2 separate regions of the Mus musculus genome follow, and region 2 is linked to region 1. The links are chromatin contacts, called in public HiChIP or PLAC-seq maps. All regions are on one chromosome and are shown on one strand. The core of a region is the stretch at or near the end of the contact, and the rest is flanking DNA. Distances in the headings are between cores, read along the strand shown.

Evidence for each region. HiChIP or PLAC-seq counts read pairs in DNA pulled down with a chosen protein or histone mark.
Region 2: a contact with region 1 is called in an H3K4me3 HiChIP or PLAC-seq map of craniofacial prominence, with 4 times the contacts expected there. The contact joins two enhancer-like sites. A contact is called at or near these places in 2 of 484 Hi-C or Micro-C datasets (the HPC-7 cell line and embryonic fibroblasts) and 2 of 115 datasets of contacts at active chromatin or transcription factors (craniofacial prominence and stem cell-derived neural progenitor cells).

The regions. Positions count from the first base shown.
Region 1 is chr13:15,575,159-15,579,978 of GRCm38.p6, forward strand. All of the region lies in intron 3 of Gli3 (GLI-Kruppel family member GLI3), which reads left to right. Among named protein-coding and RNA genes, the nearest start is that of Gm6556, 110 kb to the left of the region's middle. Within about 2 kb of position 2,468, at least 15 of the 459 cell types and tissues checked have an H3K27ac peak or open chromatin away from gene starts, as enhancers often do. A contact at or near this core is called in craniofacial prominence, where this site is marked.
Region 2 is chr13:15,757,308-15,762,127 of GRCm38.p6, forward strand. No RefSeq gene overlaps it. Among named protein-coding and RNA genes, the nearest start is that of 4933412O06Rik, 43 kb to the right of the region's middle. Within about 2 kb of position 2,289, at least 157 of the 459 cell types and tissues checked have an H3K27ac peak or open chromatin away from gene starts, as enhancers often do. A contact at or near this core is called in craniofacial prominence, where this site is marked.

The DNA of each region.
Region 1 (4,820 bases), core at 1,218-3,717:
GATCTGTCATCACCTAGTACTTCTGGCTTGCTTTGAGGGTTGAAAGGGTCTGTGTGTCACTTGGTCACTTGGTCACCTGGTCACTGAGATCTATGTTAGTGTGGAGCCATTTAAGGCAAAGTAGTTGAGGCACAGAACCATCAAGTTTCCTGTCCTGGTGATACCACTTTGGGCTATTTTGTGTTTCTGCCCACAGACTTTATGGTTCTCCAATTTAAAAAAAAAGTCTTATTTTATATAAACATAAGGTAATGGTTTTATAATTGAAAAAAAAGGGGGACCAGTTCTTTTCTATAAAATATTTTAAATTAAAAAAAAATAACAGAGGACACCAAAGTAAGAATTCCTTACCTGACTTGTTTTTATCTAATGGCATTTTTCATTTTAGTATTCCTGTGTGGTCACTAATTCATATGTCTTGATGTCACAGACCTTGGGAGATAAGTTTCTAGTTTAGTAATCCAAGAGTTGATGTAAAAGAAGGATGAGCTGAACCCAGGGCGAAGGTCGGGCTGTAGTGCTCGTCTCAGACACCTTCCTTTTGATGCCACTGCCTGGGCTTTCGAAACAGCTCTGGAATTTGGTTATTACCGTTACTAAAATTAAGCTAATTCTAGTTGCTTGGCTATGAGGATGCTTCTAGGAAACAAAGAAGCACCCTGGCTTTTTTTTTTTTTAATATTAAATCTATTGTATTATAATGAAAATCATTTAAAAAGAAGAGTAACTATTGTTACTATGTGTTACACAGTGTGTGTTCGGCTTTTCTAGTGTAGTGCCCAGTGCCCTGTGTGTAATCGTTACAGTCACCTAGATGTGTGTACCCTGTGGATAGAGAAGCAGGACGTGGGGACATGAGGTCTATAGTCCTTGCACCAGCAAACAGGCAAGCTCCCACTCTGCAAGTTGACCTTCTCTTCCAGGGGCACAAAAGAAGGAGAGAGAGAGAGAGACAGAGAGGGAGAGAGAGAGAGTGAGAGAGAGAGAGAGAGAGAGAACGAGAACGAGAACACAAACCAATGCAAAGCCACTGATGAGAGGTAGGAAAGACCTGGAAACTCAGCACAGAAACATACTGGGGCATTGATTAGGATTTGATGCCTAACATGCCATTTTTGTATGAAGAAAAAAAGGTGAATTCCCCTCAGGTTGTCATTTGTGATTTAAAAATATTTTTGTTCCCTTTTGTCTTGACTATAGTAAATATTTCTATGAGGCTAACAGCACTTATATCCCTAGAGAACTTGTTAGAAAGACACATTTTGGGGAGCTTCTTTACTCCCGACTTCATCAGGAGCCTGTATTGAAAAGCTTTTGGGGGTGAGGCTAAAGTTGAAGACCCATCTGGCTACTTTTCTGTATCACTCTTTTAAGTCTGTCATTGGCATTAAAATATGAAAGGGGGCAAACTCTGACACTAGAGTTTTGAGGGGACTGAGCGTCACCTGTCTTCTTCTTCTTTTTTTTTAATGACCATCTCATTCTGACAGTTTAAGACCCAAAGCCAGCCGTGGCCCAAGGATTCAGTTATGGGAGCCAGGGAACATAACTCCCTTTCTTGTTATTTAAATCCTTTGCTTATGAATCTGTAACATTCTGAGCCTGTCATTTGTTCATCTTTGTCAGCTGTAGTGCAGTAATAGTAGTAGACACTTCATTGAAAAAACTGGTAATTGTTGATCCCCAAGTAATGGATTCCTGGAAACTTATCAGCGTTTAAAAAGTTAAGCTTTGCAAGATGAAATCAGAACGATGATCTAGAGCCATGGTTGCTATTTGAGTCCAGGCTAAGAAGCAGTATTCATTCAGAGTGTGTCCAATTTCAGCTTCCTCTTTATATTTTTTGAAAGGTTGTTTTGGCCCCTTAATTTAAAGAAATGAAAAGAGCTATACACTTTATTCCTTCTACAAGGCATCAAGGAGAGGGCAATAAACAGTACCTGCCTGAGATATTTTAATAAATGCTGCTTTACTGCATCCCACAATAGAAAGCAAATACATGCAATTACTTGCAAATTTCTTCAGTGTTTGTACTTATAAATCTCTGCCTAACCCTTCCCTGCTGGGACTTCAGTTAGTCGTTCTGCTGTGGAACCAGGGCTTTGTTCTCAGGTTCAGCTTCAGCTCAGTCTGGAATAATTCAGAAATGTATTAGAGAGGTTGTGTTCCCAGAAGGCATAAGGAAATAACCTTCAGTGCTGGCCTTAGGGAAATCAGTCCAATCAGAGGTTGGGCAGATTTCTCGATTAAACAAAGAACTAACTGTGCACAAATTACACCTCAACAATTTGTAAGGAGTCCACCTAAGAAATGTCTTAGAGATGGAAAGCTGATATTTTTTTAATCAGGGCAGCAGGGCTGCTAAAGTCAAAATGTCGCCAGCATTTTTCCATCACTCCACAATTAGCATCCCCCCAAATTAAATTTAAAGTTGCATTCATCAGCAATCCTTGGCTTTGAGACCCAGGGCTCGCATTGTCAGATGCAGATGAAAACAGCTGCCCTTGTCCATGTGAGGCCTCAGAATACAGACGAGTGTGCTGTGAGTGAGGCCTTGCATCCTTGAGTGTATATGACTCCGTTCATCTGGAATACATCCCGGGGAGCTTTGGGCTGTCGAGTTTTATTTTAGTAAGTTTCATTTTGGGAACCAGAAAGGGGGTTGAAAGTTATTGCACTTAATGTTGTTGTGACTTCACTTGCTCCTATTCAGTTTGTTCAGATGTCAGTGCCAGAACCTTTGTCAAAATGGATTCCTCGGGAGGGGCCTAGTAGGTTTCAGATATTTAGGAGATCTCTGTACCTAACCATCATCCTTAAGACTGTGTGTGTGTGTGTGTGTGTGTGTGTGTGTGTGTGTGTGTGTGTGGGTGTGTGTGTGTGTGTGTGCGTGAGCGTGTGCGTGTGCGTGTAATGACTTTCTTGCTGGGATGTTTAAATTGTGTTTTAGTAGTTTCATATTTTTTAATGGGCAAGGGACTCTGCTTAAAAGTAGATAGGTGCCCCTCAACATTCCTACCCATAGTGCACATCCAACCCTTGAGCTGAGGTTCAGAAGGAAGTTAACATTGCCTTAAGACTGGTGACATCGTTTTTGGTCAGAAATTACAGCCTCAGGTCCTAAATGCAAAGAACCAACTCAGGATTGCAGGAAGGGTAATTTGGGAGCGTTCAGAGATTTGAGTTCAGCATTTGAGAAAAGAAAGTGCAGGCCCTGTGGTGGCCCACAGCTTTAGATCATCTAGGTCAGTCAGCTACTTGGAGAAGACACTGAGTGTGGTTTCTTTGTCATTTGAAAGGTTTCTTCCTCGAGTGTTCTTTTTCTGTACATAGAAGTCCAAGCACATGGACACATGGGTTGACAGTTCCCGTATTTAATAAATGATAAACAAATAAATATTCTACATACCTGAGGGGCCACACATCACCTGTTGAAGTATTGACTGTTCTGGGGCAGAGGTAGTCATTGCCTTCACTTGCATACCCACTGGTTAGCCCATCAGATTCCAGTGCATAGCTGAAAAACCGTGGTTGAGCTCACTGGGTCCCAGAAGGACTTGTAAAGAGGAAGGGCACTGAGAGGGGTAGGAGGGAGAGAGAGTGGAGTAGTGCATTATTTAGCTGTATGAATTTGTCATAGATGAAACAAATCCGGATAGAATGGTAATCATGAAACCTTTGCTTTATCCCTTTGCATTACTCCATGAATATTTTTGCAGCTTGAGTAATGCTTCATTGCTAGTTTTTCATATTCATTTACTACTTGATGTACAGTTGGATTGTCTTTATTAGGCAATTGGTAATTCATAATTTATTGTATAATATTGATCTGAAAGTGTTCCTGGATATTCACTCTAGTTGTGAGTTTGGAATTGGAAACATAAATTATAGTAGTTTCCCATAGTTTTTGGATCATGTAATTTCTTAAATATATTCTGAAGTGTGATTCTTTTAAAGATTAAGTTATAATTGTTTATGTTTTAATTTTATTGTCCATAGTTAATATTGTATTTTATAAATATATTTTGAACAACAACAAATAGGTCAAGGCCAGGGATGTGGTTGTGATGAGCCATGTGGTAGAGCTCTTAACCATAATTTTCAAGGGCCCTGGGCTCTCACCCTGGAATTTCCTGTTGGAAGGGCTATGAATCAAAGACCAAACTTGCCTCTCATCTTGATTTGTTGATGTGTCTTTGTCACAGTTCTTTGGCTGACCCATGTTCAAAAGGGAAGTTCAAAGAAGCCCTGCCTACCTCCAAGGTTGTTAGGCAGTTTCTATGGGATGGTGTATTGAAAACCCCTTTTCAATTGTGAGAGGGGCCACAAGAGTGACTTGTGAGGAGCAGAAGGATGACTTTGGAATGGTGTCCTTCATCTTACAGCCATAGGGAAACTTCCATACCGCTGGCTTTGACATTTGTTTTTCTTAACAGTACTAGCTTACTTGAATCTGTGTCCATCTTAGAACCTTAGAGACTCATCAACAGTGGTGACAAATGTCACACTTTGTTTTCAATGTCAAGTGAACAAGAAACTTAATTGTGGGAATCAGAGAGTTACCAAGATGTCTGGATATAGATAGTTGCTTCATTTATTTCTTTGAAGTGTTTGTTGCTTGGAAGTTGGGCATAACTATGTTCACTTCTCAGATCTGCAATATGAGATAAGAGATAGGAAATATGAAAAATTTTCAGCTTATAGGTAGGTATTTGCTCAATATTAGTATCAGTCAAAAGTATTGGCTAGTTTTATATAAATTTGGCACACAAACTAGAGTTATCTGAAAGGAGGGAACCATAATTGAGAAAATGCTTCTG
Region 2 (4,820 bases), core at 1,039-3,538, 180 kb after region 1:
TGGTCCATACTCCATCTGTCAGCCCTCACCTCATGGTCCATTTCAGACACTCTGGACTGGTGAACTGATGGGTCATAGTTACCTAAGCTCTCCATTCAGGATTATCTGAAAAACATGGTTCTTAGCCCTGCTCTACAACTGCTGGGGAGAGTCTTGGTTAGGCTTAAGTGTTATTAACATATAAGTCCAGGGTGTGGCACCAAATCATGAAAATGAGGCTCTGGCAGAGCCAGCCCAATCGTGGGCTGTGCAAAGAGACATGAACACACATACTGAAACCAACCATGAGGTCCCACATTCTTGGACAACTAGAGAAAGTTCCTTGGAGACCAACTTCTTCCATCCAGGTCTGTGGAGACAGGAATATACCAGGGCCAGGGTCATGGGACACGCCTTCATTGGGATGTTGTCAAAGAATGAGCCACTTTAAGGTTTCTTAGGTTTTAACCTTCAATTATCCCTGTGTAGTTAATGTCCTCAGCCACATGGTTTTGAATTGTACTGTTTATTTAGTAACTCCACAGAACTGCTGGAGTTTGGCTGCATCTCTCTCCAGTTACAGAATGAGTAATCCTGAATACCTGGTAACACACGTCGGGGAAGAATGATAGACAGCACCTCCTAAACAAACTCTACTGCACATGCAGCGCCTTATCTGCTTTGTGTCTAATCTTTAATTTCACAGAATAATATCTTACTAACAACACTTAACAAGTGAGTGAAAGGGGGCTACAGAGATGGGTCAGCAGATAAGAGCACTTGCTATTCTTGCACGGGACATTAGTTTGATTCACAGAATCCACACTGGGCAACCTTACAACCAACTGTAACTCCAGCTCCAGAGGATATCATGGCCTTCTCTGGCCTTCCAGAACACTTAGACAGGTGGCATGTAGCAGAACACGAGAGGGAGAGAGAGAGAGGGAGAGAGGGAGAGAGACGGAGAGAGAGGGAGAGAGAGGGAGAGGGAGAGGGAGAGGGAGAGGGGGAGAGAGAGAGAGAGAGAGAGAGAGAGAGAGGATGGAGTATGATTGTGATAGTCGGGATGCGGTGTTGGGGATATAGATCCATTGTCCAGAACCTCTCAGAATATGCCAGAACATAGCTTCATCCTGCTTAGGAAATGAAGTCCTAGCCATAACTGGTCAGAGGAACCTGATGACAAAGCTGCCCCTCTCTGAGGGCAAAGGCAAGTGCCTGAGTTACCTGGACATGGAGAGGGGGGCTCCTTTCTACTTACCACTTACTTTAGCTGTGGAGCCCCAATTGTCTCATCTACCTAACAAGATAATCAGGACAGAATGAATTATATAGGATGCCAGTGGGCATCAGGACAAGGCTGAACATTGTTGCTGTGCTTCCAAATACAGGGTTCAACGAATTCAATATGGATAGGCAACCCTTCCAAAGATGAAATAAAGAGGATGCCAAAGGGAACCAGCTGACTAGAAAAGGCACTCTGTAGGTGGGGGTAGGAAGGCGTGGTGCATAGAGGCAAAGCTGATGTATGGGCAAGACTGTGGCTTGGACACACAGCCCACACCGACAAAGAAATCTTGGATTGGGGACACCAGAACTGAATTTTACAGAGTAGCTAACTGGGACGTATACTTTTGGGAGAATATGGAAGAAAGTGAATGGGAGAAGCTGCAGCTTCCTTGGGCGATTAAGCCTCATACACAACGGTAACAGAGCATTTCAATCAAAGAACAGCTGCTGTTGCACGGTGCCAGAGGGAGAATCCTTCCAGTCCCTTTTCTGCTGCTTCTATTTCCGGTGTTAGCCAGAGAAAACAAAACAAAACGCATCTTTGGAACACACTACCATCACTCTCCATTCTCATGGGACGCCGCTGTCCTTTTTCCTTCCCCTTCTTCCTTCTGGGCGACCCTTTGCACACAGGGGACGACCCAGGTCCTGGGGCGCAGAATCACGGTTTAGTTATTGGCTTCCTCGCTGAACCCCTTTGCTGTGCTGCTTCCGCCACCGCGCGGCGACATGCGGAATGGCTGCCCGCAGGCCCGCGCTTTACTTTGCCAAAATCCCCAGGAGAGCATCGTTCCTCTCGGGTGTTAGCGAGAACCTACGTGAGCAGATAAAAAGCGTCTTGGTTTGACTATTCCAGGCATGTAGTGTTTAGAATCAATCGGAAGCTGCTGGAGAGGGGCGCCGCTTCGTGGAGTGGCTTTCCTGGATCTGGGCCAGTCTCTTCTTAGCACGAAATACAAATAAACAAGGATTCCTCGGTGGCGCAGGCTGTATTGGCGGATCTGCTGTGACAAGAGCGCTGTTGCTGACAGGGTGGGTCTAGGCTCGGTTTGGCATCTCTACTGTGAAGCAGCAGCCGGCAGCATCCCGCAGAGAGCCAATTCAGCATTCTTGGAGCTGTTTTTCCTCTTCTCTCCCCCTTCCTTACTCTTTCTGAACAAGCAAAATGACTTCCCTCAGGCCCTTTGGGAGATAGAGCATGAGGCCTGCCCCAGGGAGCCTTGTGCCTAAGTGGATAACAGTTCCGCCTTTGGCAAACCAGTTTCCTTAATTTCACAGTGGGCCCAAATCACCGCGCAAGGACAGTGAAGATTGAATGAGGCTTCTTTGTCTCGTGCCCACTTCTGCTCGCATGGCCTAGCAAGGTGCTCCTTTTACATGTTCCCTTTATTCAAACTGTTTGCCTTATCTGTGACCAGGCAACCTTTCAAACACGAATGTAGAGGAGATCAGGACAGCCAGAGCTACTAAGCATGTAGAGTGAGGGCAGATATGGGTGACCACAAGTCCTGGGGGTGGGGTTGGGTGGGGGTTGGGGTGGGGGTGGTGGGGAGAAGAAGGGGGAAACAGATCTGAAAAGCAGAAGAGGAGAGAGGTGGAGTCAGCTGGCTAGTGCCACATGATTGGTCAGGGACAGAGCTGGCCCAGTGTCTACTACCCAGAGGAAAACAGGACAGCAAGAAAGGGGTCCTTCTCTACGGGGGCCTTGGATCCAGAATACTGTGTGAGAGAGGACAACAAAAGCCTGGAAAATGACAAAGTCTGGGGGAAGAAGCTTCCAGCCAGGGTGTCAGGAGGAGAGCCCATTAGGGAGGGAAGGAACCGGGCACCAGGAGAACATCTCTTTGACTTCAGGTGCTCTGGGAATCACGCGCATGTGAGTGGGAATCTCAGAGTCAGGATTAGTCTCTGAGAGCCTTGATTCAACTTATTGGTCTCTCTCTCTCTCTCTCTCTCTCTCTCTCTCTCTCTCTCTCTCTCTCTCTCTCTCCCCATCTCTCTCTCTCTCTCTCCCCATCTCTCTCTCTCTCTTTGAGACAGGGTTTCTCTGTATGGCCCTGGCTGTCCTGGAACTCACGCTGTAGACCAGGCTGGCCTTGAACTCAGAAATTCACCTGCCTCTGCCTCCCGAGTGCTGGGATTAAAGGCATGCGCCACCATCACTCAGCGGCATCTCTTCGTATATAATTGTGTGTGTGTGTGTGTGTGTGTGTGTGTGTGTGTGTGTGTGTGACTTACTGAGTCCAATTAGTACTGGCCTTTTGTTCATGTGTTTACATCTGATCACTATGATTGGAGCTCCTTCCTGAACAAGAACAAAACAAACAAACAAGCAGGTTCACGGGATTTAGAGTTGGGTAGGACTGTCTAGAACCTTCATAGCATTTCTGACAGTGTGAGAGCTCTGAGGAAAATGCTTTCTGGTCAGTATCAGTTTCATTTCTGTCAGTTCCATGCCCAAAGTATGTGGTGTCTTCAGCAATAGGGAATTAACATCAATTATTCAAGCGAGCAAAAGCAATGGTAAAAGTCTATGTTGTTGTGGGGTCTTTCGAATCCCATCCACCAAAAACTCAAAGTAAGATATCACTTGCATGGCACTGTGTTTGTTTTCTTTTTTCTGTGGGGGTGGGGGGTGGCGGAAGAGAGGGGTGGGAGGTTAGTCTATGGTTTTGGGGGTGGGGGGATTAACCCGCCATTAAAGCTACATCCATCTCTATGTCTGTCTTCTGTATATCATCACTTGAATAAAAAATTCCCACAGTCATGGGTATTTCAAAACTTGGTCCTCAGATAGTGGCTCCGTTTAGGAAGGTTTAGGTGGGACAGCCTAGCTGCAAGAATTATGTCACTGGGGGGCAGGCTTTGAGATTAAAACGCCATGCATACTTCAAATTTATGTTTTCAGATTTCTACATGTGGTTCAGGATTTGAGTGCTGAGTTTCCTGTCCCCGCCACCATTGGCTGCCATGCTGTCCCTCCTGGTAATAGCCTTTTACCCTTTGGAACTGTGGGCCCAGATAAGTCGCTTTTCGTGAGCAGTCTTAGTTGTGGTATCCAGTCGCAGCAGCAGAAGAGTAGCTGATTCCAAGCAGCTATTTGTATTTTCTTGGACTTCAGTCAGTTTACTGTGTTTGTTTTAAGTTCATTTAAGTGTTTGCTCATGAAACGTGTGTATAATTGTTCTTTTCAATTCTGTGTCCTGAGGTTAACATTTACATAGGACTGGCATTCGGGGGGGGGGGTGGGGGGGCAGCGATGACATGCTAACCTGAGTCTTCTCTTCTCCTCTCCTCTCCTCTCCTCTCCTCTCCTCTCCTCTCCTCTCCTCTCCTCTCCTCTCCTCTCCTCTCCTCTCCTCTCCTCTCCTCTCCTCTCCTCTCCTCTCCTCTCCTCTCCTCTCCTCTCTTTCCTTTTACTTTTCTTTCTCTTCTTTCTTTCTTTCTTTCTTTCTTTCTTCCTTTCTTCCTTTCTTTCTCCCTTTCTTCCTTTCTTCTTTTCTTTCGCTCCCCTCCCCTCCCCTCCCCTCTCCTCTCCTCTCTTTCCTTTT